2 separate regions of the Mus musculus genome follow, and region 2 is linked to region 1. Evidence: chromatin contacts called from public promoter capture Hi-C data. All regions are on one chromosome and are shown on one strand. The core of a region is the stretch at or near the end of the contact, and the rest is flanking DNA. Distances in the headings are between cores, read along the strand shown. Region 1 holds the start of Nelfa (negative elongation factor complex member A, Whsc2). Region 2 has its middle 32 kb from the start of Fgfr3.

Region 1 (2,821 bases), core at 173-2,672:
AAAAACCAGCCACAACCTAATCGTCCATTTGCTGTCTGCTTGAAGAATGGAACCCCATAATTCGGAGTAAATCAAACTGTCTGCAACAACTTGGATGAATCTGTCCAGGTGTTTACCAACAGAAGACACACCCACACCACACGGAAAATGAATATAACGTGGAAACCTGTTGCCGTATTAAATTCAAATGAGGCAAACCCCAAATACTCGTGTGTGCTAGGAATGCACACACGATTGATAACCCTGCCAAAATAAAACCAAAAAAAAAAAAAAAAAGCCTCCTGCAGGAAAGAGGAATGGAGGTGCTTTGGAGGGACCAGCCTTGTTTTCATGTGTGGAGATAACAGGAGTCATTTAGCTAGCTCTCAGTATTTTTTAAACCGAATAAATATGCAGTTTTGTGTATATGGTATAGTGCAGCAATAAAAATTAATGATATAAAAATAATACAATAACTGGAAATGTTTAAAAACTAAGGTAACTCGGTGTTTTTAGCTGCTATCAGATGTAGTGGCCCAGACCTCCAGAGATTGAGACTGGAGGATACCAAGTATGAGATCAACCTGGGCTACACAGTGAAACTATACATATATTATTTGCGTATGTATTTGCAAAGCATAGTATAAGTTAGAGAGATGCAATGTGGAACAAGAGTACACTGAAAAGAAGCCACAGAATAGCCGGGCGTGGTGGCGCACGCCTTTAATCCCAGGAGGCAGAGGCAGGCGGATTTCTGAGTTCAAGGCCAGCCTGGTCTACAATGTGAGTTCCAGGACAGCCAGAGCTATACAGAGAAACCCTGTCTCAAAAAACAAAAACAAAACAAAACGCCACAGAATAGAGATGAACGCAAGCCGACTGATATTTGGTAAGGCAAAAGCAACAAAATTAAGGTCAGCAGTCACATGGAAAGTTGCACTAACAGCCCCGAACCAAGAGTAGCTTCGGAGCTGAAGCATCCAGCACTGCGGAAGGGGCGGGCCTGGCTGTTGTGGCCATGGCCCCACGACCCCCGAACGCGACAGCGCCCAGCGGCTGGAAGTACTAAGGTGTAGGGGCTAACGGCGCCAAAACGGAGCTGCGCGCGGCCGGCGGGAGAAGGGCAAGGTGCGGCGCCGGAGCCGGCGGGAGGCAGGAGCGGTGCTCCGGCCGGAGAGAGGCTGGCCCGCGTCCTCACCTCGTCCACGGTGCGGCGCGGGAGATGCAGCGTCCCGAGCAGTAGCTTGAGCTTCACGGCCGAGGAGAGGCGGTGGAAGCAGAGGCGGATGTTATCGATGACCGCGGCGGTGAGCAGGGACGCGATGCTGGGTGGCGCCCACAGCTCGTCCGTGGCGCCCAGCTTGTTGTGCAGCCACAGGCCGGTGTCACTCTCCCTCATGGAAGCCATCTTGGCGGCGGCAGCGCGCGTCGGCCGGCATCTTACGCGGACGCCTACGTGTCCCCGGCGAGGACCCCCAACATGGCGGCACCCGTTGGCGCGGGGCGGGGTCTCGAGTGCAACTGCAAATGGCCCCGCCTTCTGGAGGCTTCGAGCCGAGGCGCAAGAACAGGGAGTGGGCGGTGAGTCTCCGCGAAAAGAACTCTGGGTTTCCGTAACGCATGATGGCGGCACCTACTAGGGCGCCGGGCAATGCCGTAGCCATTTGAGTCGCATCCGTGTGTCGTCGAGATGTTCCGCTCAGAGTACCGCAGTGAGGCGCAACAGTTTGGTTTCCCGGTGTGCGGCTCATTGGAAGGAGTCCGGAGAGCGCGCTGGGCTCGTTCTCCACAGACAGTCTTGAATGGCCCTTGCCCGTCCTGCATACAGTGCTGCCTCAGGTCCGCATACAGGTCCGTTCCGTGTCGGGGATGTCACTAGGCCATTTCCCATGGTTATGTGGTCGCGATGGCTGTGGTTAATCATCAGGGCAATTGCAAAGTAGTTCAGAGTACGGTCTTTCAAAGGCTGATCCTCCACAGCTGCTGAGAAGCCTAAATTCACCCTGTAGTGTCTCTCTTTATCAGAACTTGACAGTGTAGTTCTGTCCATCCTTCGAACTCACTCTGTAGACCAAGCTGGCCTCAAATTCCGAGATCCACTTACCTCTGCCTCCCAAGTACTGGGATTAAAGCCCTAGGCCACTCACAAGGCAGTGTCAGCAAAAGTGGCAGTAGGGCACGACTCTGGTCACAGATATTTAGGAGATTGAAAAGGATCGGTTGGGCCGAGGAGGTAGAGGCCATCCTGTGCAAAATAGTGAAACGAATCTCTTAAAACACTAAGTATCCTGGGAGTGGTGGTTCATGTCTGTAATTCCTGGAATTTGAGCTCAGATAGGAGGGTTTGAGTCCATTTTGAGCCACAGAATGAAAATATATAACTAAATGTAAATTGTTTTCTCCTAATTGAAATATTTCATGAAGAGGGGAGAGCAGCTCTTAAGACTTAGCATGGTAATTAAATGTACAAGCCTGAGGAAACTTGGAAAGGCATAAGACTCACTAGGCCACTTCCCATGGTTATATTAACAACTATTGACAGAAGAGACTGTGGAATTGCCTGATTCAAGGGACTGGGAGCCTCAGGTATCCAGCATTTGGTGACAGCTGTAGTGGAGTGGTCTTTCCTGACACTTTAAGTTACTCAGACTTGCCTGGTGGTGGTGGCACACACCTTTAATCCCAGCACTTGGGATGAAGAGGTAGGTGGATTTCTGAGTTCGAGGCCAGCCGGGTCTACAGAGTGAATTCCAGGACATCCAGGGCTACACAGAGAAACCCTGTCTTGGAAAAAAAAAATGTTGCTCATCCTTGAAGTAGGTTTTTGCTACTTTGTGGGTTC
Region 2 (2,821 bases), core at 193-2,692, 250 kb before region 1:
ACTGCAGTAATTCCATAGTCAGCGTTACTAGTTACTATCGCCACCCTTCAGCCTCTGGGGCCCACCTCCTCTCCAGAGGCTCACAGCCTTACTTTAGAGATGAACCAAATGAAGCAGGAGCTGGCCTGTCCTATGTTTGCTTTAAACACACGAGAAATACTGTGGCCAGCCTTGCATGGCTGTTGCCCAAGGAGCCTGTGGGCCAGTGAGATGTCTCTGACAGGGCTTATTGCTTACCATGCCAGACTCCTTGAGTGAGGCAGACCCTTCAAGGACGAATCTGCTTGACTGCATTCGGGAAACTGGAGATCCCCTGGGTCCCAGAGGTGGGCAGGCAGGGCTACAGAAAGACAGATGGGGCCAGATACCTGAACAAAGTGGACGTGTGCCCACCAGCTGCCCTGTTCAGCCCACCAGCTTTGGGGGCTGACGGCTGTTGGACGGCAGGGCTGCAGAGCACAGCCAGAAGCGCTGCAGACACCTAAGCCTTTGGGGATGGCTCAGCATGCACACTGGGGCCTGGGGACATGAGTTCTGTCCCCTCCAGATCAGCAAAAGTGCTGAAGAGCAGGAGAGTGTCAGGCTTTAGTAGGGCACCATGGCCACTGACGCTAGGGAAGCGGAGACCCTAGATTAGGGGACAGAGCTGAGGACCCAGCCCAAGGCAGGAGGCTACACTAGCCACAGGGTGTAGGCAGGCCCAGCCCTTAGTTGGTTGCACGGTGTGCGTGGTGCCGTCCGGCAGATGACTTAATCACAGGCGGGCTTTGTCCCTGGGCACCAGCCCCCCTGCCCGGATCCTCCGCCTGGACTGGCAGCAGGCCACACACCCCCACCCCCCACCCGGCTCCTAGCAACCTGCAGCTAAGCATGGGCAAATTCAGAAGGGCTGGGGGCTCTTGTCAGGCCTGGGAACGATGCGGGGGTGGCCATGGGGTGCGGCCAGGGCGGATCCATCCAGGGCTGGACTCAAGGGACTCCCTCCCAGGCTGGCCCGTGCCAGCCCCTGAGGAGGGCATCCTGGGAGTGGCTAGAGCTGGCATTTTGGCAAACAAGGCGCCAGGGCCAGGGGCGGGGGGCTTTGTATACCGCGGTCCCTTCTCTTCCTGGGGCCCCCACCCGCCTGATCCTGTCAGAGCCTTAGAAAGAGAGACAAAGGCCCTGGGAGGCCCTGGGAGGGCTGGGACAGAGGCAGGAGATGGAGTTTTAATGACCATGCTATAATGGTGGGAGCAGAGGCAGCTCGTTAACCCTGTCGATCCCTCATACTGGGCCCACCTGATGCTGGCCAGGCCCCCACCCAGACCTGCAGTACCCATCTCTGACCAAATAAGACTCAGGAAACAAGGTGCAAATTCACCTCCAGGGTCAGGGCTGAGGTCCCACTCTCTGTTACGCAGCCACTGCCCAGTGCAGAGCAGGCTGTGAAGTGGGTGGGTCATGGCTGGACCCAGGCCCAGAACACCGCACGCCCATCCGCCATCGCTTCCTTCTATGCTTGTGACGTTCCCATTTCCTGACCTTGGAACTCAAGTCCAGCCTGGGTGTCTCCTGTATGTGGGAACCTGCCCTCCTCCAGACCGACAGCCCTGGCAGAGCCCGCCTGGGTGGGACTCTGAATGCTGTCCCCCATCCCCCACCCCTGGAAGATGTGACTTGGGAAGGTAGAAGAAATTCAGAGCCAGTTGTGAACTGGATTCAAGAAAGCACCAGTGCCAGCCACCAGCTTATGCCCGGAGGAGGAGTCCAGGCCCTACCTCACTTCCCCCACCTCTAACAGGGGCATGTGGGCAGGGAACAGGCAGCTGTCTTAGAAATGAATGAGAACAGTCCATCTCAAGTACAAGGCTGGTGACACAGGAGACAGGATGAAGTCCTGGTACAAGAAGCACTGGTGACCCCAACATCCCTGCCTGAGGAAGGGAGGAGCAGCCAGTAGGCTGCATCAGGGGCACAGTACTCTGGAGTAGCCCTTCCCACAGACAGGATGGCAGGGCTTAAAGGAGCCTCATGGGGAAGGGAGTACAAACTGTTCAGTGGGTAAAAGCCCTCAGGAAAGTTGGTCTCCCCATTCGCAGGACGGATGGCACCCCAGCAGCCTTGAAATCAGTACCAGATGAGATTAAAACTCAGACAGGTTGGTATGTCCCTAGATCATCCTCATGTGCTCCAGGCATGGGTTCATGAGAGCTGCTAACTCTGCCTGCCCCCTCTAGACTCAGAAAACACCGAAAGCTTTGATTCCTAGTCCTTCTGGTCGACGGTCTCTCCAAAGTGGCCTAGACTGAAGAGGCCTGAGCAGAAGGCACCTCTGCCCCCAGGACCCCAACCAGCAAATTTGGAGAGCATGGGAGGGTGACCCCAGATCAAGGACAGTCAATAGACAAGATAAGTAGAGGCCACCTGTGGTGGCTCAACAGGGTGGGAGAAGCCAGCCAGAGGAGGGAGGCCTAGAAATTTGGGTGGGAAAGATTAGAAGAATCCTTAAGGTTGGACTTGAATAGCTGGGAACACAGATCTATCAATGTCTGAGTCTGGGCTGGGTATAGAAGTACTTGTGGCCTGAACAGTTTCAGAAGCATAGTCAAGATGTCCATTAGGGATTAGAGAGATAGCTCAGCAGTTAAGAGCACTTGTTGCAGGCCTGGTGATAGCCTTTAACCCCAGCAGCTGGGAGGCAGAGACAGGCAGATCTCTTGAGTTGGAGGCCAACATGGTTTACAGAGTGAGTGGTAGTACAGCCAAGTCTACACAAAAAACTTTGTCTCAGAAAAAAAAAAAAAAAAAAAAAGCACACAGAGGGTGGCTCACAACCATCAGT

What was found. Promoter capture Hi-C pulls out the DNA fragments that hold promoters and counts their contacts.
Region 2: a contact with region 1 is called in a promoter capture Hi-C map of neural stem cells. The contact joins the enhancer-like site here to the promoter of Nelfa in region 1. A contact is called at or near these places in 1 of 39 promoter capture datasets (neural stem cells), 5 of 484 Hi-C or Micro-C datasets (the G1E-ER4 cell line, the HL-1 cell line and cerebral cortex), 7 of 115 datasets of contacts at active chromatin or transcription factors (astrocytes, bone marrow-derived macrophages, embryonic stem cells and 4 more) and 2 of 9 other capture datasets (embryonic stem cells and macrophages).

Annotation. Positions count from the first base shown.
Region 1 is chr5:33,934,849-33,937,669 of GRCm38.p6, forward strand. It overlaps Nelfa (negative elongation factor complex member A, Whsc2), which reads right to left and starts at 1,423. Exons shown (of 11, transcript NM_011914.3): 1 at 1,178-1,423. The coding sequence starts at 1,387.
Region 2 is chr5:33,688,554-33,691,374 of GRCm38.p6, forward strand. No RefSeq gene overlaps it. Among named protein-coding and RNA genes, the nearest start is that of Fgfr3, 32 kb to the right of the region's middle. Within about 2 kb of position 1,443, at least 53 of the 459 cell types and tissues checked have an H3K27ac peak or open chromatin away from gene starts, as enhancers often do. A contact at or near this core is called in astrocytes, cerebral cortex, neural stem cells and 1 more, where this site is marked.